7 separate regions of the Mus musculus genome follow, and regions 1, 2, 3, 4, 5 and 7 are each linked to region 6. The links are chromatin contacts, called in public Hi-C and promoter capture Hi-C maps. All regions are on one chromosome and are shown on one strand. The core of a region is the stretch at or near the end of the contact, and the rest is flanking DNA. Distances in the headings are between cores, read along the strand shown. Region 1 holds the start of B9d2 (B9 protein domain 2). Region 2 holds the start of Thap8 (THAP domain containing 8). Region 3 holds the start of Ffar2 (free fatty acid receptor 2). Region 4 holds the start of Tmem145 (transmembrane protein 145). Region 5 holds the start of 4732471J01Rik (RIKEN cDNA 4732471J01 gene). Region 6 holds the start of Zfp780b (zinc finger protein 780B). Region 7 holds the start of Alkbh6 (alkB homolog 6).

Region 1 (3,176 bases), core at 174-2,673, 2.3 Mb after region 6:
CTCCCAACACACACACACACACACACACACACACACACACACACACACACACACACGAAGCTTTCAGACTCCTCACTGTTGCCACGAAGGCCCATGTGTGACCTGGATCCTGTCACTCATCTGCCACTGCCGCTCCCCACCCTCAAGCCTCACTGGTCCCATCCTGTTCCCTTGCCTCAAGGCCTTGGCAGCGGCTGTTCCTTTTGCCCTGAAACGTCTGCTACTGGGTGCCCATTTCCGGCTGTTTTCCTCCTGCCCCCCAATTCAAGTGCCACTTGCACAGAAAGGCTTTCTCTGATCTCAGACCTCCACATCCCAAATCAGCCCCCAGCACATCACTTTCTTTTTTTCCCTAGAACTTACAATAATCTTGTATATATTTTGTGCTCTTTTCTTTGAGACAGGGCCCCAAACTTGTAATAGAAGGCTTCCTAGGTGCTGGAATTACAGATATGCATAAGCACACCTAGTTTGTCTACTGGCCTGAGGACAGGAAGTGTGTGTGTGTGTGTGTGTGTGTGTGTGTGTGTGTGCGCGCGTGTTTTCTATGTCACAGCCCCATATGCTTAGGGGCTATGTTTTCCGATGGTGAGATAACATGAAAGACAAGGATAAAGAGAAGCAAACAGTATGAGTTCATTGGAGAATCGAGGAAGGAACATGGAGACTTAGGCTAGGGGAGGGAGCTGGGTATTGTTTGGGAGATGAACAAGGTGTGAGGAGGATACCTGTGTGGATGCCCCACTTGCAAAAGAGGCTGCTTTCCGAGAAACCGGTGGCCCCTATGATCTGCCCGATCACGTGCACTTCAGCCATGGCTCTAGGAAAGGAAAAATTCAATCACAACCCTGTGAGGTAACTGTATTATTTCCATCTGACAGCTGGGAAAACTGAAGCCTATCACATAAAGAACAGCACTGTGATTCTAAGCTAGTTCCACCAACCCACTGACAATGTGGCCTTCATCACAGATACAAGCCACGTCCCCAGAAAAGCCCAAGAAAAATGGGGAAGTCTCCCAGAGGTGTGGGAACCTGCACCAATAAATAAACCAAGGCTCAGACGCTTAGAAAGCCCCGCCCCAGGGTTGTGGCCCCGCCCACATGTGCAAGGCCCCGCCCCTTCGCGGCAGATCAGCCAAGCTTCAAAAGGCGCATGCGTCTCGTCTCGGGTGTAGGGCCGCTTTACCCTTGCCCGTAGGCGTAGCGCATGCGTCATTCCTACCTCCGCGTACTTGACCGTTAGAAGTGAAAGCTGCCTCGGGGATGGTAGTTCACGGGCTTCTTTGCGGGCGCCGTCGAGACTAGTCTCGCTCCCCTCCCGGGCCCTTCCAGGCGGAGGGAGATCTGAGGTAGATAGATCCGCAGCCTCGCTCTCCTGGGGTGCCCCGACTGTTGCTGGGGCAACAGCAGGTTCCTCCCCTGAGCCCGCCCTGCGTGCTGATGATTGGTGCTATAGCTGCCCTCTGGGGGGCGGGGCGTAGTCGTGATGGACGCGGTCATTCGGGACTTTTTTGCGAGAATTGCATAGGTCTTGCTCCTGCGACGCCTTACGCCCCAGAGTGGGAGGCCTGGCGGGTTATCTCTATCAGCAGTTGAGGAAGTTAGAACGCCAACTGTTTCCTCTCCATATCTTCTTCACGCAATAAGCAAATCTATTGATGCTCTTTGCTTCCTCAAAACAAAACACCTTTCCTGTTCAGGATCACAGCCAGAATGGAGCCAGCCGACACTAAACGGGCACCTAAAGGGACTCCCATAGTAGTCATCTCTATGTTGTAGCTGGAGGGGAAAAAAGGACCTCCATATTCTGACACTAGAGAAATTGGGAAGTGGGTTTCTCTTCAGTTTTCAGAGCTTCCTCAGATTTCTCAAGGACTGAGAAGTCCAAGTTCTTTCTCAGAGTCACTGCAAAGTTCATTCTAGCAGCTGGTTTTGAACAAACAGGTTGGAGTAAAGATAAATGAGGAAGACGGGGCTGGAGAGATGGTGCAACAAGAGCGCTTGCCTCACTTCCAGAGAACTGGAGTTCGGTTCCCAGCATTCTGTAACTCCAGCTCCAACTCTGCCCTCTTCTGGCGTCCCAGAGGACACTTCCCACCCTCAACCCCTGCCCCGCGCACAGGTGGCATACACAAATAATAAAAATAAATCCTACAAAAGGAAGGAAGAAGCCCCTTTGGCAGGAAGTCAGGGAAGAAAGCCTCTCTCCTTTATATATATATATTTTTTTCCCAAGTCGGAAACAAATTTTAAAAATTTTATGATGAGTATTGTGGCTCATGAGAGACTGAGGCAGGAGGAATGCTGCAAATTTAAAGCCAGCCTGGGCTATTAAGTGAGTTCCAGGCCAATCCCCCTTAAACAAACAAACTAAAACTAAAACAAGAACTTAAGTCGTGTGTGTGTGTGTGTGTGTGTGTGTGGTGTGTTCAGGTGTATGGGTGGTTGTTTGTATGGTGCATATGTAGAGGCCAGAAGATAGCTCGTCTGTGTGGTGTGTGTGTGTGTGTGTGTGTGTGTGTGTGTGTGTGTGTGGTGTGTTCAGGTGTATGGGTGGTTGTTTGTATGGTGCATATGTAGAGGCCAGAAGCTAGCTCACCAACCTCCAAGGTTGTCCCTAGAAGCTATCCACTTTTTTTTCCTTCCAATTTTCAGGATATGTGTTACCAACACTAACACCACTGTTTTTGTGTGCTTGCTTTTTAAACATCTGTTGTTTGCACTGGTGTTTTTCACGTATATCTGAGCACCAGGTGCATGCAGTGCCTGCCAAGGCTACAGGAGAGTATCTGGCGTTCTGGAGAGTGCATTGCAGGCAGTAGTGACCACCCAGGACACACGGTAAGAATGGAACTTGAGACCTATGCGAGAGCACACTATGCTCTTGCCAACTGAGCCATTTCTCCAGGCCATACAGTATTTGTTGTATTGACTTATTTAATTCAGTAATTCTGTCATGCAGGCTCATCCACATTGTAAGTGTGTGTCCGAATTTCCCTCCTTTGGAGTGTCACAGTGCATTCAGTGTAACTAGAGCCCACACTTTATTCAGGTATTCACTGGAAATGGGAGTCTAGAACCACGTGGTTGCCATGGTGTTCTCCATGGCAGCTGGAATAGGGCTTCACACCTTGCTTTCTTCTGCCACTGACTCATTTTAGGAACAGAAGGATC
Region 2 (3,177 bases), core at 412-2,911, 2.3 Mb before region 6:
AGCCATCTCTCCAACCTTGAACTGTTATGTCTTAACTACTAAAAACTTAGGAGAAGGCCAACCACGCTGCAGCTCTCCCTGCACCTACTTATCAGATCATTATGCCTTTTCCCCCTATATAAACTGGCCCCGGAAATGTTTAGGGTTGTAGCTTACAGTTCCGAGTCTGGGTGATCAATCAGTTGGGTTTTTTTGTTGTTGCTGGTTTTTGTTTTTTGGGGGTTTTTTTTGGGTGGGGGGAGTTTCAATAAACCAGTCCTGTTTAACTGAGATCGGTTTTTAAGCGGTTTGTGCGACGCTTCCCAAACCCCAACAGACTTCTGGGCTAAAAATCAAACCCTTCCAACAAACATTTGATGGACAATAGTATGTGTTAGGCATTAGTCTAGCAACCTAGGAATAACAGGAAATGGGATAAAATTTGTTGGCTTCAGGGAGGGGCTGACATTCTAGTGGTGGGGACACCGTTGCATACCTCAACCTGTGATGCCCCAGAAAACCGTTTAAAGAGAAAAATAAGCCAAAAAATGAACAGGGAGAATGATGTGTGTGCACATCCCTCTCACCCCTTCCGCTCCCAAGGTAGCAATGAACTATCTACAGCTTCATAGCAGTAGCTCCCAAGACTCAAAGCTGGACCAACCCCGCCCCTCCCAGGGCCACGCCCCATGTTCGAATCTCCCAGGCCAATTGTCCCTGCCCAGGCGCCCCAAAGTGTTGGAGCCCTAATGTACTTATGTGTAGCTGTCCTACCCTGGCCAGTCCTGCCCAGTCAGCAATAACACTTGAGTCTGGGCCAAACCCTGTCCGGGTCCCCGAGCAATCCATCCGCCTCACGTCATCCCAGGGAAGAGCAACACTGCAACACGTGACAGGGGAAACTGAGGGCGCATGCGTACAAAATGTTCCTCGTGCTACCGCGGCTACGCCCCAATCACGGGATGGAGAGCAGCTGGCTACAATCTTCGCAATCCTAAACCTCACTATTTGTATAGGCAAGAGTAGGGCGGTGTTGTTCCCGACCCCAAGCCCACGGCTCTTTGGCTTCACCCTACCCCTATATCCATGAGACTGGTACAGCTTGAATAACTTCCCGGGACTGTTGCAAAAGACAGGATGAGCTCCATCAAAGTTAAAAGCTGTGTGTCTATGAACAGAGAAAGCACAGGTTAGTAGAGAAACCCAGCCAGACTCAGTAAGCAGTGAAATAGACAGGCCCTGGCCCCACCTTCCTTTAGCTCCGCCTCTTATCTCCCATTGGGCAATGAGCCTACCCGGAAGCTTTGTGATTGGCCAGCCGGGGTGCCGGCTGCGTCCAATGGGCGGTGGCGCCGGCTTTCCCGCGGCCATTCGCTATTCGAGTGGGTGCTGGCTACAGGCGGCTGTTAAGAAGCGTAACGGACACTGGTCTCCGACAGCATGATGGCTGCCTTAGCGGCCGGAGGTTATACGCGGAGTGACACGATAGAAAAGCTGTCCTCTGTCATGGCGGGAGTTCCGGCGCGGAGAAACCAGTCCTCCCCGCCTCCTGCCCCACCGCTCTGCCTCCGGCGGCGGACGCGACTCGCGGCGGCTCCCGAGGACACTGTGCAGAACCGGGTGAGAGGCTGGTCGTCCTGTTTACCCAACTCCGGGCTTCTCTGCCACCTTGGTCCCGCCTCGGGGCCTCGGTCCCTCCCATCGCTTCTTTATTTGCTCCCTCAGGCGGCTTCCCAGGCCCGCCTGGTCCGGAAGCCCCGCCCCCTTGGCAGAGGCTTTCCCCCTGCGTTCCTGCTGGCTTCAGGGTTTGGTGCTGCCCATCTTTCTGGCTCCACTTAGAGTTGGCACATTGCTTTATTTTAGTTCTAACTCCCGGGAAATGGTTTTGCATTTACAAATCATCTCTAATATCACTTTACTGTTCAGTGAGTGACCTAAGACACTTATCCCTTTCATTCCAGTGTGTCTTTGATTTTATTGGAATAGGGCTGGGGACCACTGCAGCCACCAGTGTGCTGTATCGGAGTCTGAGCGAGAGGCTGGCCTGTTGGCTCTTGCCACGCCTCCTCTGTAGCGCCTCGGGGTAAGGTGTGCTCTTCCAGGCCCCTATTTGGTTAACATTCCCCTGGTTTTGTTGTTGTTATATTGTTGTGGGTTTTGTTGTTGTTGTTATATTGTTGTGGTTTTTTTGTTTTTTGTTTTTGTTGTTTGTTTTTTCCTTTTGAGACAGGATTTCTTTGTGACTGAATTCATTCTGTAGACCAGCAGGCTGGCTGTGAGCTCTGAGATCTACCTTTCTGCCTCCGGAGTACTTGCCTGGCTTATTTGCGTAACATTTCTTGGTCTTCCTTCCTTTTTCTGTTCCTGATTTCTTTCCTGTTCCTTCACTAGAACTGATTTTTATCTACTTACGGCTTAAAATTATGGAGAATGTAAAAATCTTAGCACTGCTGCCTGGGGAGCAGGGTGTACAAAACAGTTCCACAAAATTTGAGTCACAGAAAGAAATGACTTTGGGTAGAAGGAATGCTATTAGTAAAACTTTTTTTTTTTTTTTTTTTGGTCAGGGTTTCTCCGTGTAGCCTTGGCTGACCTGGAACTGGCTGTGTAGACCAGACTGGCTGAGGTCAACTTTTGAGAGTTCATTCTCCCAGAGTCAGCTTTGGCCCCAAGGGCTTTTACCTACGGAGCTATTGGCTACTAGTCTAGAGGCAGTGGGACCTGGGAGAATGGAGTCATAAATGAGGCAAGCTAAAGTCTCCTGTAGTAGCCAACTTTAGTCTGAGCAGCAGACAGTTTGTACCCTGAGGGTTAAGAGGAGTCACAAGGACAAGTGACACACATGGCAAAAACATGTTTTTCCATCGAGACATATAAAGAAATAACAATACTTAGTGTAATGAATAATCTGAAATAGACTCACTCCTATCTCCTACACCTGGAGGGGCACAAAACCAGGAACAATTCAGTTCTGTGTTTTTGAAGAAACTGAGATCATGAGATTCTTGGCTTGGTTTCTTGGAGTTTTCTTACAAGCACCCAAATCTCACAGGGGTCCATTCTTGGACCATGTTCTGACACTGAGCTACCTCTCTGGCCCCAAAGCAACAGGTTTTTGTTTTCCTGTTTGCTTTTAAGGTTTATTTATTCTTATGTGTATGTGTTTTGCCTATGAGGGTGCCTGGTGCCCCAGGAGTC
Region 3 (3,225 bases), core at 351-2,850, 2.8 Mb before region 6:
TCCTCCTTAATTCTCCTGTGCTATGTATGGTGTGAATCTGAAATGTCTCCTGCAGGCTCCTGTTTCTACTGCTGGGTCCCCAGCTGCCTGAGGACTATTTTGAAAGCTATGGAGATTTTAGAAGGTTGGGCCTGGCTAGTATAAGTAGGTTACTAGGGGAAGGCCTTTGGAAGTTTTAAACAACCCACTCTGGTCTGAGGACAGTGAGGGGCTGGGGGCGTGGCTCAGTGGTAGAGCCCCTGCCTAGAATTCCCCCGTGAGGGGGCTGGGGCATGGCTAGAATTCAAATGACTCTAGAACCCATCTCTAATACTAGAAAAAGAAAGACAAAAGGGAGGGACAGAGGGAGAAAGGAAGAATGGGGAAGGAGTGGAGAAGGCAACATGTTCTTGCCCTTGTTTTCTCACGTATATGTTTTGGGGGATTTTTCTTTAATATATATAAGTGTTTTGTCTGCATACAGCATGTATGATCAGTGTAAATGGAGGTCAGAAGAGACCGTCCAATTTCCTGAAACTAGACATTGTGAGCCGCCATGCCGTGTGGATGCTGGGAACTGAACTCAGGTCCTCTGCAAGAGCAACCAATGCTCCTAACCACTGAGACATCTCTCCAGCCCTGTGGAGGCCTTGGGAAGACTGGCTAACTCGTAGGTAACTAAACAGGTCAGAGGAGAGGACATAGAGAAACCAAGGGGTGGGAGAGAAGAGGAGGAGGAAGGGGAGGATGCAGAGCGTGCAGCTCTTCTGAGAGCAGCCACAGGGGACCCCTTACAGAGAGTGAACCTCCCTGCCTGTCATCTGTAGCCTAGCTGGCCTTAGCCTGTAGAGTAGTTAGGATTCAGGCCTATGTATGGCCCCACTCCTAACTTTCACCTTCTAGGAAGGTGTCAGAGGCTTGAGGGAAGCACCAGGGGCCCTGACCCTGATGCCTCATGCCTCCAGCCTCACTGGATGGCCCTGGATGTGCAGTGCAGTTAGGATTCCCATGCTCGCTTGCAGAAGGAAAGGAAAGTTCATAAAATCTGATCTGACCCAAAGTTCCCAGTGCAGAGACTTGGATGGCAGCCCGCAGCAGGCCAACTGTGCACCAAAAAACAAGACACAAGCTAGGGAAAGCCAGTCTGTCTCAACAAGGCCGAAGGAAACTTGGGGTGGACACCAGGAGACCACAAAGAAGTTAGACAAGGGAGGAATCACAGGAAACGGGAAGCCTCGTTCTGAGAATGACATTGACCTTCTAGACATTGCTCTGAAGAAGCCAATCAGAAGACAGAAAAGGAGCTGACAGGGGTAGGGGGTGAGGGTGGGAGCGGGTGGAGAGGCAGGTGGGAGGATAGGAGGGGGGCAGTGTCTCAGGGTTTGGGGGCAGGGAGACAGGAAGTAGGGTCAGAAAAATCTGTCAAAATCGGAATAGAACAGATCTCCAGGGAGAGGACAGAGCCGCAGCACCCCCCCGCCCCCCACCCCCACCCCCCCTTTGGGTTTGAGAGGAAATACTGCTCAGTTACTGACCTGCCTCTTTCTCTCTGGTCATGTGACCCATGCTAGTATAAGATCTTCCCACCAACCAAGTTCCTTATGATTTTTGGCTCCCCCTCCTTTTTCTGTATGAAATTGGCTGCAATAATTGCTAAAACTCCTCTTGCACCAGGAACCCCCAAGAAACATTCTCTCTGAAACCAGGCAAGGCAAGCCAGTGTGGTGTGTGCACGCAGGGGAGAGGATCTGAGGAGCAGCTGTGGGGTGAGGAGGAGGCTGCAGGATGTCTGTCAGAACACAGACCCGGAGGCTGAGGGTGGAGGTGGGTGTAAGGAACCATAGACCTTGAAATGAAAAGGACCGGGAGAGAGTGACTATTCGTTTGTAGCAAGAGTTACTAACCAAGTGGAAACAAAGTCACCTCCTGTAGAGGAGGAGTCCTGGATACAGTCAAAGCACCAAGCTTAAGCCAGCCACCTGTGCTCTCTGGGCTGTGTATCTAAAATTTGGAGGTTGGGGGGGACAAGCCATAGAGCAAGGAACTGGCTACCCTAGCTCCCCGGTTTTGGTAGGTTCCACAGCACTGGACCAGAGGAGAACCAGGTAGAAGAAACCCCTGAACTTGCCCAAGGAGGTAAGCTGACAGGTTGGGAGGCTGGGGAGGTGGCAGGGGGTGGGCACCTGAAGCTGAGGAGAGCGAGGGTTAGCAGGGTTGGTTTGCCTTCTGGAAGTTTCCTTTTTCTCCCGAGACACACACCTACCTGATCTTTCCCAGCTTCTATGGCTGCCTTCCCCTCTCTCCCACCAGGCTTTAGCCCCCAGCCACAGTCAGCAGCAAGAAAGGGAACCGATCACAGCTACTTCCTATTACCTGTGAGGCTACAGAGGAAAGGGGCCCTAGAAAGCAGAGGGGAAATTCCCGTGGGAAGTCAACTTGGTCTCCCCCAGAGACACAGGATGGCAAACGTAATAACTGCAGCTTAATATCCCGCCCAAGGCTAAGTCAATAATTGCTCTGGGCAGTTCTGGCAGGTGGCTTGAGCAAGCGGTGGTGAAGAGCAGACAGCTTTGGACTGAGGACAGGAGAGAACCAGAGAGGATGTGAGCAGTCAGAACTCTCCGGAAAGAGGGTCTGCAGGCTGTGTGCACTGCAGGTGGGGAGCTCTTGACCCTACACCTTTCCCCCCATCTTCCAGAATGACCCCAGACTGGCACAGTTCCTTGATCCTCACGGCCTACATCCTCATCTTTCTTACTGGGCTCCCTGCCAACCTGCTGGCCCTGCGGGCCTTCATGGGCCGGGTTCGCCAGCCTCAGCCTGCCCCTGTGCACATCCTCCTGCTTAATCTGACCCTGGCGGACTTGCTCCTGTTGCTGCTGCTGCCCTTCCGGATCGTGGAAGCAGCATCCAACTTCCGCTGGTACCTACCAAAGATCGTGTGCGCGCTGACAGGCTTCGGCTTCTACAGCAGCATCTACTGCAGCACGTGGCTGCTGGCGGGCATCAGCATGGAACGCTACCTGGGAGTGGCCTTCCCGGTGCAGTACAAGTTATCCCGCCGGCCACTGTATGGAGTGATCGCTGCTCTGGTGGCCTGGATCATGTCCTTTGGCCACTGCACCATCGTCATCATCGTTCAGTACCTGAACTCAACTGAGCAGGTGGGCACTGAGAACCAAATAACCTGCTACGAGAACTTCACCCAAGAGCAGCTGGATGTGGTACTGCCCGTACGACTGGAGC
Region 4 (3,348 bases), core at 652-3,151, 2.7 Mb after region 6:
AAATCCCTAGGATTCAACGGAAGAGGTGGGAAAAGGTTTTTGGAGTGGGCATCTCTGCCTGCTGGGGCTTCCATCCTGCACTGTTCCTCCCAGATCTGCTCACCAAATTCATCAGCTGAGAAGTGCCGTGTCCAGAAAGACTTGCCGTTGGTAAGGACCATCTCATACTCCAACTGCAGCCCGTCTCCCTGTGGGGAGTGGGGAGGCCTAAGTGGGGCTCTGGGCAGGTAGGAGGAAGTCAACAGGAAGGGAAAGAGGAGAAAGGCCAGGCAGCTGCCCCAGGCCCTTACCCCACACTTGCTGAGTGCGATATACCACCATCTTTCACGCACAGAACGGAAGCTGCGGCCACTGGAGCAGCTCAGGTAGCGAGTTCCCTCCTCTGACACCACCTGGGGAGAAGCCAAAAGGCTGAAGTCTCATCTGCAATGCCACCAGGCCCTAGACCTTTAGCACCTCTGCACTGCCTCGCACCTGACAGCCCGACCAGGCGTACTGAGTGGTGAGATTGATGACCTGGTTGTTCTCTGGCCTGATCACCGACTCCTTGGCCAAACAGTCCTAGGGCAAGGCAGAGGCATGGTCACCCTCTGAATGGCTGTGGCCTTCTGTCCCTGGACACCCCTCACATACCCACTCTTCACAGCTCTCACCTTGTCCCTTGCCTTGTACACCGCTGGCCACTGGGATGGGTCGTCAAAGTAGAGGAGGATGTTCTGACAGCACTTAGCCTGAAGACCCAGAGATTTGGCGGTTGGGGTGTTTATAGCAGTTGGAGAGCTTTTGCCAAGGAGGGCCAAGGGAGTGTCCAGCCTCAGCTAAGGAGAGTGGCTAGGGAGACTCACCTCGGGGTATCGGAATCGGAAGTCCAGTCGTCCATAATCCGAAAGGAAACAAAATCTTGTCAGGAACACCCAATCCTGGCAAAAAGAATCCAGTGAGATCTGAGTCCTTCAAGAACTCAGCTTGACCCTACCCACAGACCCTCAACTTTTCTTCTCTACCCAAAGCCACTTAGCTTCCCAAACACCACAAAGCAGCTAAGTCACCTCCAGAATTCTTTCCAGATCCTTTTGCTGTGTGTCCGATTTTCTGCTGCCCTGGTTTTCTCCCTCAGATGTCCCTCAAGTTTCTTTCCCCCCCACCCCCGTCCTCCTCCTCCCCATCTTCCAGACACACTGAAAAAGACCAGGGATGGCCAGGTGCACATCCCCACCACCATCTGTCCTGGACTCTTTCTCAGCTGCATTCCCCCAGTTACACACACACATGCACACACATGCTGAGAGAGAGAGAGAGAGAGAGAGAGAGAGAGAGAGAGAGAGAGAGAGAGAGAGAGAGAGAGAGAGAGAGAGAGAGAGAGAGAGCAGCCCCAAGGTGGTCCCACAAACCATGCCATCATGACATCCTGGGCAATCTCCCAAACCTTCCTTGCTGGTCCTGAGCAGGCCAGGCAACCTCCACTTGGTGGAGTGAGGGGTGCTGTCCCTTCAGCACCACCATGGTGCAGCTCTGTTCCCCGTAACTCTGACTCTGCCTACCGACCCTCCCCACCCAGGCTGGCCTCGACAGCCACCATGCAACCCCCAACCCACAGCCTTCTCCCTGGTCCGGGCCCCCATTCCTCACGCCCCGGCCCGGGAGGGGCGCAGGGGGCGGGGCGGCATCATCCCCTCTTGGGTCCCGCGGGCCAGGGAACGCTAGGAGATGGCTCGGTGTGCTCACCTCTTTGGAGCTGAGGTTGCCCCGCACGTACTTGGCCCGGGTGCGGGGGTACAGTGGCAGCAGCAAGAGCAGTAGCGGCGGCAGCAGGCGGCGCAGCACGGGCGCGCGGGAGGGCTCCATTCCTCCCGCTCTGGCCTCGGCTCGGCTCCGGCTCCCGCTCCGGCCCGGTGACGGAGGCGAGAGCGCGCGGGCTGGCCAGCGCGCGCCCCCGATTAAAGGGGCCGCTGGACGCAGCGGTCTCCGCCCCCTCCTCCGGGATGGACTAAACTGTCTCCTACTCTTCCCACCTGAGAGAGAACATTCTCTTGTCACCTCACCCCAGCTGTGATCCTCTTCTACAGGCGTCTCAAAGAAACCTCAGGATGCGTGTGTCCTAAACTGAACTCACATTCCCGCAAGCAAGGGTCTTCTTTGGACTGCAGACTCCAGGATTTAACCGAGAAAACCGAGCTCTGTCCTGACCACTGATCCCCAGTTTTGACCCCAAATTATTCTATTATTACCCATTCTCTAGATTTGGCAAACCTTGTGCCCATAGACACACAGAAGATGAGACATTGTTCTGGGACACACACATACACACACACAGTAAAACCTTCTAACAAAACAATCACTCCTGACTGCCTGCCCCACCCCTAGGGTGTGAACCCCAGCTGCTTGAGACAAAGGTGAGATATGGAGGAGCCAGTGCTCTAGCTGCCAGGGCTGGCTTTGTCATGTCCCTACCAGAAGACCTAGGACAAATCACTGGGCCTCTTATCCCTTAGTGTAGTTTGATGCCCCCCACCCCCACCCATGCTGCTATTAATTCTGTCATTTCCCATAGGGCAACTGAGAGTCCTGGGAAGGTCTTCCAGCATCAGACTCCAACAAATATTCCTAGCTTTATCCTTCACCCTCCACTGCAGAAAATTCATTCACTGCTGCTCAAAATGCCATTTCAAAAGCTTTCTGGCTAGACACATCTGCGGGGTAGGGGGACAGGCAATTCTTTGTGAATTCAAGGCCAGACTGGTCTCTGCATTAAATTCCAGAACAGTCAGGACCACATAAGTGAGAATCTGTTTTAAAAATGGGGGAAAAAAAAAAAAGCCAGGCAGTGGTGGCGCACGCCTTTAATCCCAGCACATGTGAGGCAGAGGCAGGCGGATTTCTGAGTTTGAGGCCAGCCTGGTCTACAGAGTGAGTTCCAGGACAGCCAGGGCTGCACAGAGAAACTCTGTCTTAAAAAAAAAAAAGAAAGAAAGAAAGAAAGAAAGAAAGAAAGAAAGAAAGAAAGAAAGAAAGAAAGAAAAAAGAAAGAAAAAGAAAAAAGAAAAGAGAAGGAAAAGGAAAGTATGAACAAAAAGCTTTCTGGCTGGAGATGTAGCTCAGTGGTAATATGTTTGCCTAGCTTATGTGTAAGGTCCTGAATCACATTCCCAAAATAGCAAATAAATGAAATTCCTGGAGTAAGACATGGTACATGCAATTAACCCCAGTACTTGGGAAACAGACTGGTGGATTGCTCCAAATTCCAAGCCAGTCTGGTCTATACCATAGGGAGACTGTCTCAAAAAAAAAAAAAAAAAAAAAAAAAAAGAAAGAAAGAAAGAAAGAAAATTAAAAAAACGGAAGAAAAAT
Region 5 (3,160 bases), core at 317-2,816, 2.6 Mb after region 6:
GTAAGAACTAGGAGGGAGCGCGGATGTGAGACTGGAAGGTAGTTTGCTGAGAGGCCAAGGCCACCCTCAACTACAGCCTAGGACCCTGTCTGGGGGGGAAAAAAAAAAAAAAAAAAAAAAAAAAAACAGGGACGACCACGTGAGGGGGCGGAGGAAAAGGCGGGGCTTCTCCAAACGGCTACCAAGCGCGGCTACGCCCCCAAGTCGGTCCCCGCCCACGCCTTGGGTTGCCCGCCCCCTGCCCGCCCGCCCGTTCTTCCGGCTCCCGGGGCAAGTGGGCGGGCCAGGTTCAAGGAAAGGTGAATGAGATGGCGAGGGTCAGCACCTGCACAAGATGACTGAGAATTCTTTGTTGGGGTGACTCTAACGCGACTCCTCACTATTCCTGCTGTGAGGGCACTTCTCGCTGCTTCCAGGACTGCGGGTTTTTTTTTGGTTTTTGGTTTTTGGTTTTTTGTTTGTCGTTACGGTGCACTGCGCGGTTCCTTTAATCTGAGCAGATGGGCGGGCCAAGACCTTCAGCCCCACCCATTAAAGGCGGAGCTCCGCGAGGAGCCTGCCCAGGATTGGATGGTTTGGGGGCCTGGCAGTGGTGTGTAACTAGGATTGACTCTAAGAGAGGAACTTGATCGCTGGAATTGGGCCCCGCGCCAGGACTGGAAAGAATTGATGGAGCCGGCCGTGGAATCGGCGCCCGTGGGGGCCCAGGCCTCCAAGCAGGGCAAAGAAGGATCGAAGAACCGCAGTCGCAGGCGGTGGCGAAAAGGCAAGATCAAAGGTGAGTCGGTAACAGCTTAAAAGAAATCCCGCACATCCTGCGGGGGACTGGGGACTGGGGGAACTGACCCACTTCCACGAGGGGGAAGAGACCCGTGGACTGATCCACTGCCGTCCTGCGCGTGGGGGGGGGGGTGATGTGAGAGTAGAATGCCCCACCGAGACGTAAGGACTACGTCTGTCCCAGTGCGGTCTTTGGGGAAGTGTCCGAAATGCTCGTCTGTCGGAATAAGGTTCTCTCTCAGGTTCCTTTTTCTGTGTGGCCAAGAGCTGTGCCTTTAGTGTTTTCTGTTTCGGTTCAAGCGGTTTTCATGTCTTCTGCCCTCTTAAAAGAATAACGTAGAAGGGTTTTTAACCGCTTTTTCTAAATAAATAGAATGCAAAAGGTAGGCAGAAGGGGCATCCGGTAATTGGAAGAGCTCCTTGCAGCCCCTTCTTACTCTCTCAGTGAATCCATCCATCTGCTCTTTGACAATCGACCTTCATCAACCCAGCAACCCTGGGGCGACTTGCAAAACATGAGAACTTTTACGTTGTCCTTAGAGAAAGGAGGGAGTTACCATTTAGCTTCCCTGGATCCAAAAGGCTGGAGAAACAGTGGCAGAACAACCAAAGATTTTGCATGGCTCAATCAGAGCAGGCATTAAGTCCTGGTTTGGTTATGAGTTTTGTCTGTCTTGTGGCGCTGCTTACAGCCAAACCTAGGGCCTGGTGAACACTAAGCAAGCCCTCCGCTATGCAGCTCCACCGGCAGTCCATGGATCTTTATCAGACTCCAGGGACAGGTTCCTGTGCAGGCAAAACCAGAAAAAACCTGGCATGGCTTACCAGACCCAAAACCCCCAAATTCATCATTCCTCATCCTCCTTTGGTAGACAAGTGTTGGAGCTCAAGCAGGACCCTGAAGCCTCCTATCCCCCAACAAAGACACATAGCAGAACACTATGCTTTGAAGCGATATGGAACCTCAATCGCAAAGACCCATTGTACCAAATTGCTATGAATGTGAAGTAATGAACAGGGACCTTTTCTCAATTTTTTTTCTGAGCTCCCAACAGGCATCTGTAGGGCTGTTGTCAGATTCAAATGTGTGTGTTTTGGAGAGGTGTATGTAAGTCTACTGTCTGGCTGAGTGTGCTGAGTAGAGTGTCTGACTCTACTAGACACTGGTCTCCCTAAGAGTAGGGTTGTGTCTGCCTTGTTTACAGGGAATGCCAGACACATGGACATTCAAGTATTTATTAGATTGATAAGCAAAGGAATGTGTGAAGTGTGACGTGGAGCTGTTAATAGCCAAGCTGCCCTTAGTGTCATGAGGAGTCAGAAAGAATCTGCTTGAGTAAGGCTCCTCCCTTGCACGGGGTTCAGGTAAGCACACTCACAAAGGCTCGCAGCTCTGAGAAGTGACTGTCATTTCCTGAGGCCCTTCCTAGTGCCAGGCCTCAGACCTGTGAATCAGATCCCACCTCTGCCCCAAGGGTATCCTGACTGGCTGGAGCCGTCATTTATCCTTGTGATCTTGCCACAAGTAACTGGATGAGACAGCTGTCATTATGATCAGCCCATTTCCCAAATGACGACAGAGACACAGAGGCACTGAGCTGGTTGGGTTTCCTGTACCTGTCCAGTGAGGGCAGGGAGATGGATACCTTCAGCCTTCTCAGAGCAGGGAGTGTGGAGCTGACAGCTGTTGTATGCCTCAACCTTAATTCTGAATCTAAAAGGCTCTAGTCACAAAGATTTCATCCCGAGACAGACATTCAATACCTAGAGGTGCCAGGCTTCGGCTTTCTGTAACTAGCAGGGCAGTCTCAGTAGAGCTGAGGACACAGATGGTAATAAGACTGTTGTTGCCAGGCATGTGCCGCACACCTCTGATCCCAGTCCTTGGGAAGCTGAGTCAGTTCAAGGCAAGCCCGGGCTACATAGTGAGTTGCAGGTCAGTCAGGGCTACAGAGTGGAACTCTGTCTCAACCTCTCTCATTCACCCATTTACAAAACATTGTAAACAAGCCAGTATGATAAAAGGAAAAATCCTGGAGCTGGGGATGTAGCTTATTACTGGAGTACCTGACTAGCATGGACAAAGCCCAAGGGTCTGTCTCCAGGACCACACACAGTAGGCATCATAGCACTTGCTTATAATTCAGAAGTAGGGAGGCCGAGGCAAGAGGATCAGAAAGAAGCTTAAAGTCTTGTAGTCTCTGACTATATAGTCAGTCTGAAGCCAGCTTGGGCTACATGAGAAAATGTGTCCTGCTTTCAAGAAAGAAAATTCTGAGAAAATGAGCGTGGGTAGCTTTTCCAACAAGGTGACATCAGACTCATGGACGGGCAGGCATCAGCTACCGAGCAAGGGAGGTGGGGAGAGCAGAGCAGCAGG
Region 6 (3,602 bases), core at 90-2,589:
TCTTCAGACACACCATAAGAGGGCGTCAGATCTCATTAGGGATGGTTGTGAGCTACAATGTGGTTGCTGGGATTTGAACTCAGGACCTTCAGAAGAGCAGTCAGTGCTGTTAACCACTGAGCCATCCCTCCAGCCCTCACAATTTGATCTCCCCCCACCCCCACCCCCTGCTTCTTTTCTTATTTATTAGATATTTTCTTTATTTACATTTCAAATGCTATCCTGAAAGTTCCCTATACCCTCCCCCCTGCCCTGCTCCCCTACCCACTCACTCCCACTTCTTGGCCCTGGCGTTCCCCTGTACTGGGGCATATAAACTTTGCAAGACCAAGGGGTCTCTCTTCCCAATGACGGCCAACTAGGCCATTTTCTGGCTGTCATTCTTATTACTACCTTATTACTTACCAGGCTTTCCCCCTGCTTCGTGCCTGAAGCTGCGCTATTAGTACTTTTAGTTTATTTTAGTTTTTAGGGAGGGTTTCACTCTATACTTGTAGCTGGCTTCAGTCTCACACACATGCAGTGAGCTGTGCCTCCCCTTTGCTGGGATAAAAGGCATGTCTTACCACGCGCAGCCATGTTTATTATACTTGATGACTTGGCCTCTTTATTTACACTGGCAATGTTGTGTCCCCAGTCTGTCTCGATTATCAAATCAACCTGAGTCTTCATTACGGTCACTCGTAATCTTCTAGAGTACTGAACTTTAACATATTTTCTGTAGTTGATACTCGGTTGAGTCTGACTTGTTTTCAAATCCTCCTTGTTTTCATCCTTCAACGTGAGGTAAATTACTGTCTAACGGACACGACTCAGTTGAAACTTTCTGATGTGTTCCTCACTCACCGTTTTCTATCTAGGTAACAGGGACCCTGAACTCAGGGAGGGTCCAGAACACCTGGCTGTCTGAAATCGCTGATGTAAACTATCCACGTTTAACACCAACAATTCTTTAGTTTAGTCTTTCCAAATTTACCATAGTCCCTACCAGGTCACAGCGAGGTGGAATCCCACTCAGTGGGACTCAAGTCACTTATATCCCATTCTGATCTTACTTCCTGTTCTGCTTGTCAGTCCGCTCCAGGGAAGAGAAAAATCAGTGGCGCGCAGAAGCGGAAGTACCTTTTGAGCACCACACGGGAGCTTTTAAAGGCTGTGCCTTTTTGGAAAAACCCCTGACACCACCAGGCGCAGCTCCCAGGTGGGCTGGTCCCAGTAGCAAGCTCGGATCGCCCTGAACCTCTGAGCTCTGGGCTTCCCGGAGTTCCGCCGCAAGGACTACATTTCCCAGGGTCCACCGCACCGGAAGTAACGGATCGAATTCCGGTGTCGTGTATCGCTCCCTTGAAAAGTCAGGTTTTTCTCGTAGGTGGAAGAAATCGCTCTATGGCCTACGTCCTCACAGAGTAAGATCGGAGCCAGCATGCTGGGTGTGGGTGTGGGATGGATGTTGATATTTGTGTGAGTGTGTAGGGGCGGTGATGTGTGTGTCTGTTTCTCTGTATGTATACGCACCTTGAGCACTCTGCATCTCCTGTGTCACTATGCTTGTAGCTTTCTGCTCCTGCTTTCTCTTGCAGGCACAGGGGCTGAAGCAAGGAAAGATCAGGTGCAGAGTCTGAAGGGAAGCTTCCTTTGAGGTACATGAGTAGCTGAGGCCGGAAGTGCCTCCGAGGGGCCCCTAGGGGGATAAGATCCCTAGGTTTCCCTGAGCTGTAGCAATGCGAGTGTTGCGGGAAGGGAGGGAAAGTGCTCATTGAGGATGCTCTCAGATCTAGTTTGGGATCTCAGGCTTCCTTGGGCTCCCCACAGGCTCCCCATTTCGGCCATTATTCCAAAGGAGGGCTAGAGAAGCATGAGATCTTTATTGCTACTCAGCTAAGACTCAAGGGCGAAGTTTGTGCTTTCTCTCCGTGTGAGAAACGAGGCTTTAGGTTTAGACTATAGAATTGTCAGTAAATGAAGGAGTAACAGACAAACTGATAGCTCCAACTTTGTGGCTCTTACATTGTTCGTTCTCCTCCCAATTAGTATTCTCACTATTGTTTCAGTGATCCTTGATATCTCTCAATAATCAGACCTTTCCCCTAGACTTTATAGATAAGAATCTCCAGAGGTTAACCTTAGGAATCTCAAACTCAAACCAATTCCTATCCATGGCATCACATAGCAGATGGACTTTGATCTTTATAGACCTTCCTTTCAAAGCAGGGGGACTTCAGGGGTGCTGGTGCTGCTTGTATTTAATGCTAAATACTGGCTCCCAAGATCTGGTGTCCCCCCCCCCCCACCCTTCGCCATGAGCAGATCCTCACATACTCCAAGTGATGCTATGTGAACTTTGCTCCCCAGCTTAAAACCTGAGTTTAAATAAAACTAGCCACAGCCAGTTCCTGAGAGGAATAGAGAGAGGTAGAGTTTGAGTAACTGAGCTGTGGGTCTCAAGTAGGCACCACCAGGGGAGGAGAGAGAACAGAGGCAGAGCACAGGGGAGGAAAAGACTAGAGAACAGGAGGTCTCCAAGAGCTGGACCAACCGTTCCTGACAGAGTGATATGCCTCCCGGGGACACCAGACGGCTGGAGCAGAAGTAGCCCTGGAAGTTTGAAACAGCAAGGATTTGGGAAGTGCAGTCGAGCCAGTCGCCAGACTGTCATTTAGAGATATAGATTAGGGTCATCCCGCAGTAATTGCACAGAACCTAATAAATAAATATGGTAGTTTGAGTCTCATTCACTTAAGGTTAGATGGGATGTGTTTAATAGGTGTTCTGTACAGGGGAAAATGTAGGTGGTAGACGATTTCTGTTCACTCTTGAGAACTTTGGGAGTGGAAAAGTGATAGCACTGAATTTGGCATCTTTGAGAGCTAGTGATTTTCTGACTCTGTGTGTGTGTGTGTGTGTGTGTGTGTGTGTGTGTGTGTGTGTGTAATGGGTAATGTTGGCCAGGTCCAGATGAGCAATGCCATGGCTGATAGTGGGTGTGGATCTGTGGTATCGGGTTGGAGTCTTGGTTCTGTTCCCTCAGGCTCTCCAGGCCTGTCAGGAACCTTAGGATGCCTGTGGTGAAGCCTGTTAGTGCAGTGCCACCATATCCTAAGGGCCTGGTGTGCTTTAGTTGTTCTCTGTGAGGCCATCTTGGGTTCATTCCCCTCAGTGTTCTGCAGGACAAGGGAGTGTGAGAAACAATGCGATTGCTGGTGGATGTTTAAGAAAGCGGCTCAAAAAGAAAAGCTAGGCTTCAATCTTGGAATTTGGGAGGCAGAAGCAGGAGATCCCTGTGACTTGCGTAGCAGCTTGATCCACAGGACGAGCTCTGGGCTGGCTGGACTACATGGTGACACCCTGTCTCAAAACAACAAGAACACAAACTGTGTATTAATGTAAAGCAGAACTTTCTCAATTTTCAGATGATTTGTTTGTATTGTGTACAGTGTGATAATTTGGAGACTTTGTGTGCATCGGAACGACTGAATTGCCATTTTTGTAATGAGTGTACTTCCTGTCTATGCTCCTTAGTCTTTACAAACTATTAATCACAGTCACCATGTCTCATGGTGCATCTCTGGACTTCTGCTGCGTAGCTGAAGTGTTGTCGTCTC
Region 7 (3,400 bases), core at 517-3,016, 2.3 Mb before region 6:
AAGACAAGAAAGGCAGGGGAGGGGGTCCTGTTCCAGCCCCATAGGAGAGCAGCAGCCATGGCCCTGGGTCTCAACAAGGGCTGCAAGGTGACAGAATAACATCAGCAAGCCGAGGCACAGCCAGTGCCATGGCCCCTCACCGAGTACACCAAGGTCACGTGAGACATGACCCGGGAGGTGTGTAGCTCCGTGCCCACTGAGCAGCGTGCCATGGGGCTGCTCAAGGTCTCCAAGGACAAGTGGGCACTCAGGTTCATCAAGAAGAGGGTGGGCACGAACACCCATGCGAAGGGGAAGTAGGAAGAGGTGAGCAACGTGCTGGCAGCCATGAGGAAAGCAGCAGCCAAGAAGGACGGATGACCCCTCCCCCAATAAACGTTTATGTTTATGTCATGTGACCACAGAAACAAACACACATACACAAACACACACGCTAAAAATGAGCGAGAGAGAGAAAGAGGTACCTGTCGAAGCAAATATTCCTCTTCTTCCTTGGAGATGAAGTCAGGGACATAGTAGATTAGAGGTGGCGCCTATAAAATTAAGAACTACCGTTGGGACAGTGGTTCTCAACCTGTGGGTCGCGACCCCCTGCTGACCATCACGAAGTACAGACCTTTACATTATGATTCATAAAATAGTTATGAAGTAGCAACAAAGATAATTTTATAGTGGAGGGGAGAATCACCACAACATGAGGAACTATATTAAAGGGTCCCAGCGCTAGCAAGGTTAAGAACAGCTTTGCCCAACACAGGGATCCTATCGTGACTGGGCAACCTTTCCCTTTGGAGAGAGACTTGGGATGGCCTATGAAACTGCATATTGGAAGTGGGGCAGCCGGCTATACTCTGAGGAGAGCTGGGGCAGTCCAACCAAGAGACCCAGGAATGAGTCTGTCACTCCACCCACCTCACACCCATCGTTCCCACATTCCTCTACACCCCAGCCTTTTCAACCTGTTCCACCCTGAAAGGTTCCAGTGCTGGGACCCTGGCGTCCTGCTCCTCCATGGATACCAACTCCTTGTGCGCCGTCCTGTGGGGAGGAGGAAGTCACTAAGCCTCCTATCTTCAAGCTGTGACCAGCCTTCCTTCCAGCCCATTAGGGGCCAGACCCTACCCTCAGACTTCCTATAAACTCCAATCTTCAACGCTGGAGTCTTCAGTTTCTCAAAGCCACCCGAAGATCACTCCCCGTCCCGCGACCCCCATTTCCCAGCCCGGATATCAGCAGTCAGTAAAATCCTCCATCGCTCTGTCCACCGTTGCCCACCAAAGTATACGTGAATCTTCTTCCCAAGCATCACAGAGAACGCGCCCACACATGAAGCCTCTCTCGAATGCAATCGTAAGCACAGGTCCCTCCGAGCCTAAAGACCCTCCCTCCTCTCACCTCGGCTCCTTCACATCTCCCATTCTGAGCTTTCTCAGACTTGTCCACTCCCAGCTTCCTCTTATCTCCCCACTCAGAACCCACTTCAGCACCCTCAGATCTGAGCCAGATTGCCAAAGTTTCTTCCCCTGTAGAACCTCTCAGACCCTGAGTGTCAGGATTCCACACTGAGCCCCCTAGAGCTCTCACCCTGAGTCGCCTTAGACCTCCACATTCAGTCCTTTGGACACTCACTCCTACCGCTCCCCCCGTCCCCAAGACTCCCCTCTCTCCCCAAAATAAATCTGACCGTCTACAGCGTCTTCTCGGATATCCAGACTCAACGCGCGCATCCTCGCACGCCCCCCCTGCCACTTCCGCCAAGCATTACTGACGCAGGAAGGTTTAGACCACTGGGCATACTCAGAGAACCTAAGGGCCCGCCCTCCAGCCTATCCACGCTCTCACTCAGCATCCGCCATCCTCGCTCAGGCATAGGTTGTGTCCTAAACTCAGGCGGGACTTCGCCTGGTTCCTACCAATCAGTACTCCAGAACCTAACAGACCTGCGTGTCCTTGTGGACTCAGTTGAGACCCACAGCGAGGGCGACTGCAGGAAAGGAGCGTGAAGGGCTTAGCCTTCTGCAGGTCAAGTTGTAAGTCCTATGTCACTGACACAGGGACAGGACATTAAACAAACAAACAAACCTTCTGCCATTCTTACCCAGCAAGGGCACAGGGTCAATGCAGTAACCCCCCAGTGACCTGACACAAGAAGGCCATAGAAACGTCTTTATTGAAGAGGACAGGAGTCATGCTGATTTTAGGGACATGCAGTGAAGGGGCAGTCGTGAGCTGTCCTTGGTGGTCAGGGCCCCAGGTCTGCTCTGGACCTATGGGGCCCTCAGGTTCTCCCGCAGGCTGTTGGTCTGGCCCAGGAGCTGTGAAGTCCTTTGGGGCCAATGACTCAGATTTAGTGTCTTGGACCTGTGACCGGAAGGTAGATTGAAGTAGGGACTCCATGACTTGGGGTCCTGTTAGAGCCCTGGGGCCCTGCACATATTAGTAATCAGAGATTTGGGACTTGGGGGTTCCCTTGAAGCTGGGGCCCATGGAATTTGGAGGTTGAGAGATTAGATGATCCATGGACTAAGAGTATTAGAGTCCTCTATCCTTGTTCCAAAGATGGGACTTCCTGTTTGGGGTCTCCTGGTGCCTGGGAGTCAGGTTTGAGATGCCCTGAGAGCCTGGCAACAGGGTCCTTCCTCCCAGTCCTTAGGACCTTGTAGTTGGGGTTTCCTGAGGGCTTGGGATTGGGGTCTTAAGTTTGGGATTCCCTGGGGATTTGAAGATTCTGTTACTTGGGTAGGGAAGTCCTGGGAATTAGAAATTTGGGGTCTTCTAGAGATCGTGGGGCTTGGAGGGATGGGAAATTTGGGGACATATATAATATATATTCTCTCTGGAATTTGAACTCCCCAGAGTTCTAGAATGGGGCCTCCAAATTTGGGGATTTCCCCCCAAAGGGGGGAAGTTATCACTTTAAAAAATAGAGAATTTTCTGGGAGCCTTGGCCAGCACAGGGACTGTGGGCCATGTGGGGTGGGCTTCATACAAGGCACTGGGGGTTTCTCAGGGTACAGAGGGCAGGAAGACTTGCTGTCCTGTAATTCATGCTTCCAGGACGGTTTTGGTGTTTGTAAATTGGGGTGAGTGGGCCGACTAAGTGGGTGTCTTGTTCAGGGGTGAGAACAGGGACTTAAGTGAATGGGGGGCATCTCTGATAAGGAGAGTAGAATATAAGGGCTTTCTGGTGACCTTGGGGTCACAACATTTTGAGGAGACTGATGTTAAATGGGGACAGTGATGTGGCTGGCTATTCTGGAAGTATGACCTATGCTTAAGGAGAACCAGGGTGGGGGGTCTTCATTCATGGGACTCTAATTCACTGGTAACTCAAGAACGTCCTGTTGTGGAGAGGGTCAGCATCCCTTGGGTGAAGTGGAAAATGTTTATTGGGGGGAAT

Evidence for each region. Promoter capture Hi-C pulls out the DNA fragments that hold promoters and counts their contacts. Hi-C and Micro-C count contacts between places; a contact is called where the count stands out from the background. Capture Hi-C pulls out chosen DNA fragments and counts their contacts.
Region 1: a contact with region 6 is called in a Hi-C map of B cells, with 6 read pairs. The contact joins the promoter of B9d2 here to the promoter of Zfp780b in region 6. A contact is called at or near these places in 1 of 39 promoter capture datasets (cranial neural crest) and 1 of 484 Hi-C or Micro-C datasets (B cells).
Region 2: a contact with region 6 is called in a promoter capture Hi-C map of adipose tissue. The contact joins the promoter of Thap8 here to the promoter of Zfp780b in region 6. A contact is called at or near these places in 1 of 39 promoter capture datasets (cranial neural crest) and 1 of 9 other capture datasets (adipose tissue).
Region 3: a contact with region 6 is called in a promoter capture Hi-C map of hippocampal neurons, with 3 times the contacts expected there. The contact joins the promoter of Ffar2 here to the promoter of Zfp780b in region 6. A contact is called at or near these places in 3 of 39 promoter capture datasets (cranial neural crest, frontonasal cranial neural crest and hippocampal neurons).
Region 4: a contact with region 6 is called in a promoter capture Hi-C map of liver, with 2.5 times the contacts expected there. The contact joins the promoter of Tmem145 here to the promoter of Zfp780b in region 6. A contact is called at or near these places in 2 of 39 promoter capture datasets (frontonasal cranial neural crest and liver).
Region 5: a contact with region 6 is called in a promoter capture Hi-C map of liver, with 4 times the contacts expected there. The contact joins the promoter of 4732471J01Rik here to the promoter of Zfp780b in region 6. A contact is called at or near these places in 2 of 39 promoter capture datasets (liver and pre-B cells).
Region 7: a Hi-C map of B cells shows a contact between it and region 6, with 6 read pairs. The contact joins the promoter of Alkbh6 here to the promoter of Zfp780b in region 6. A contact is called at or near these places in 2 of 39 promoter capture datasets (cranial neural crest and hippocampal neurons) and 2 of 484 Hi-C or Micro-C datasets (B cells and CD4 T cells).

What each region holds. Positions count from the first base shown.
Region 1 is chr7:25,679,027-25,682,202 of GRCm38.p6, reverse strand. B9d2 (B9 protein domain 2) reads right to left here and starts at 1,423. Exons shown (of 4, transcript NM_001362154.1): 1 at 1,225-1,423; 2 at 729-820. The coding sequence starts at 816. It also overlaps a transcript of Tmem91 not described here.
Region 2 is chr7:30,278,578-30,281,754 of GRCm38.p6, reverse strand. Thap8 (THAP domain containing 8) reads right to left here and starts at 1,661. Exons shown (of 3, transcript NR_144498.1): 1 at 1,275-1,661; 2 at 1,056-1,147. It overlaps Wdr62 (WD repeat domain 62), which reads left to right and starts at 1,345. Exons shown (of 33, transcript NM_146186.4): 1 at 1,345-1,599. The coding sequence starts at 1,423.
Region 3 is chr7:30,819,567-30,822,791 of GRCm38.p6, reverse strand. It overlaps Ffar2 (free fatty acid receptor 2), which reads left to right and starts at 1,600. Exons shown (of 3, transcript NM_001168510.1): 1 at 1,600-1,685; 2 at 2,054-2,115; 3 at 2,678-3,225. The coding sequence starts at 2,679. It overlaps Gm32236 (a long non-coding RNA gene), which reads right to left and starts at 2,371. Exons shown (of 3, transcript XR_881940.2): 1 at 2,243-2,371.
Region 4 is chr7:25,304,661-25,308,008 of GRCm38.p6, reverse strand. It overlaps Tmem145 (transmembrane protein 145), which reads right to left and starts at 1,901. Exons shown (of 15, transcript NM_183311.2): 1 at 1,726-1,901; 2 at 846-920; 3 at 654-731; 4 at 475-561; 5 at 291-392; 6 at 104-188; 7 at 1-6. The coding sequence starts at 1,845.
Region 5 is chr7:25,393,119-25,396,278 of GRCm38.p6, reverse strand. It overlaps 4732471J01Rik (RIKEN cDNA 4732471J01 gene), which reads right to left and starts at 1,566. Exons shown (of 7, transcript NR_015569.3): 1 at 326-1,566. It also overlaps a transcript of Lipe not described here.
Region 6 is chr7:27,976,894-27,980,495 of GRCm38.p6, reverse strand. Zfp780b (zinc finger protein 780B) reads left to right here and starts at 1,339. Exons shown (of 6, transcript NM_001081021.1): 1 at 1,339-1,406.
Region 7 is chr7:30,307,119-30,310,518 of GRCm38.p6, reverse strand. It overlaps Alkbh6 (alkB homolog 6), which reads right to left and starts at 1,766. Exons shown (of 7, transcript NM_198027.3): 1 at 1,685-1,766; 2 at 960-1,038; 3 at 465-533. The coding sequence starts at 1,013. It overlaps Clip3 (CAP-GLY domain containing linker protein 3), which reads right to left. Exons shown (of 14, transcript NM_001360763.1): 14 at 2,152-3,400.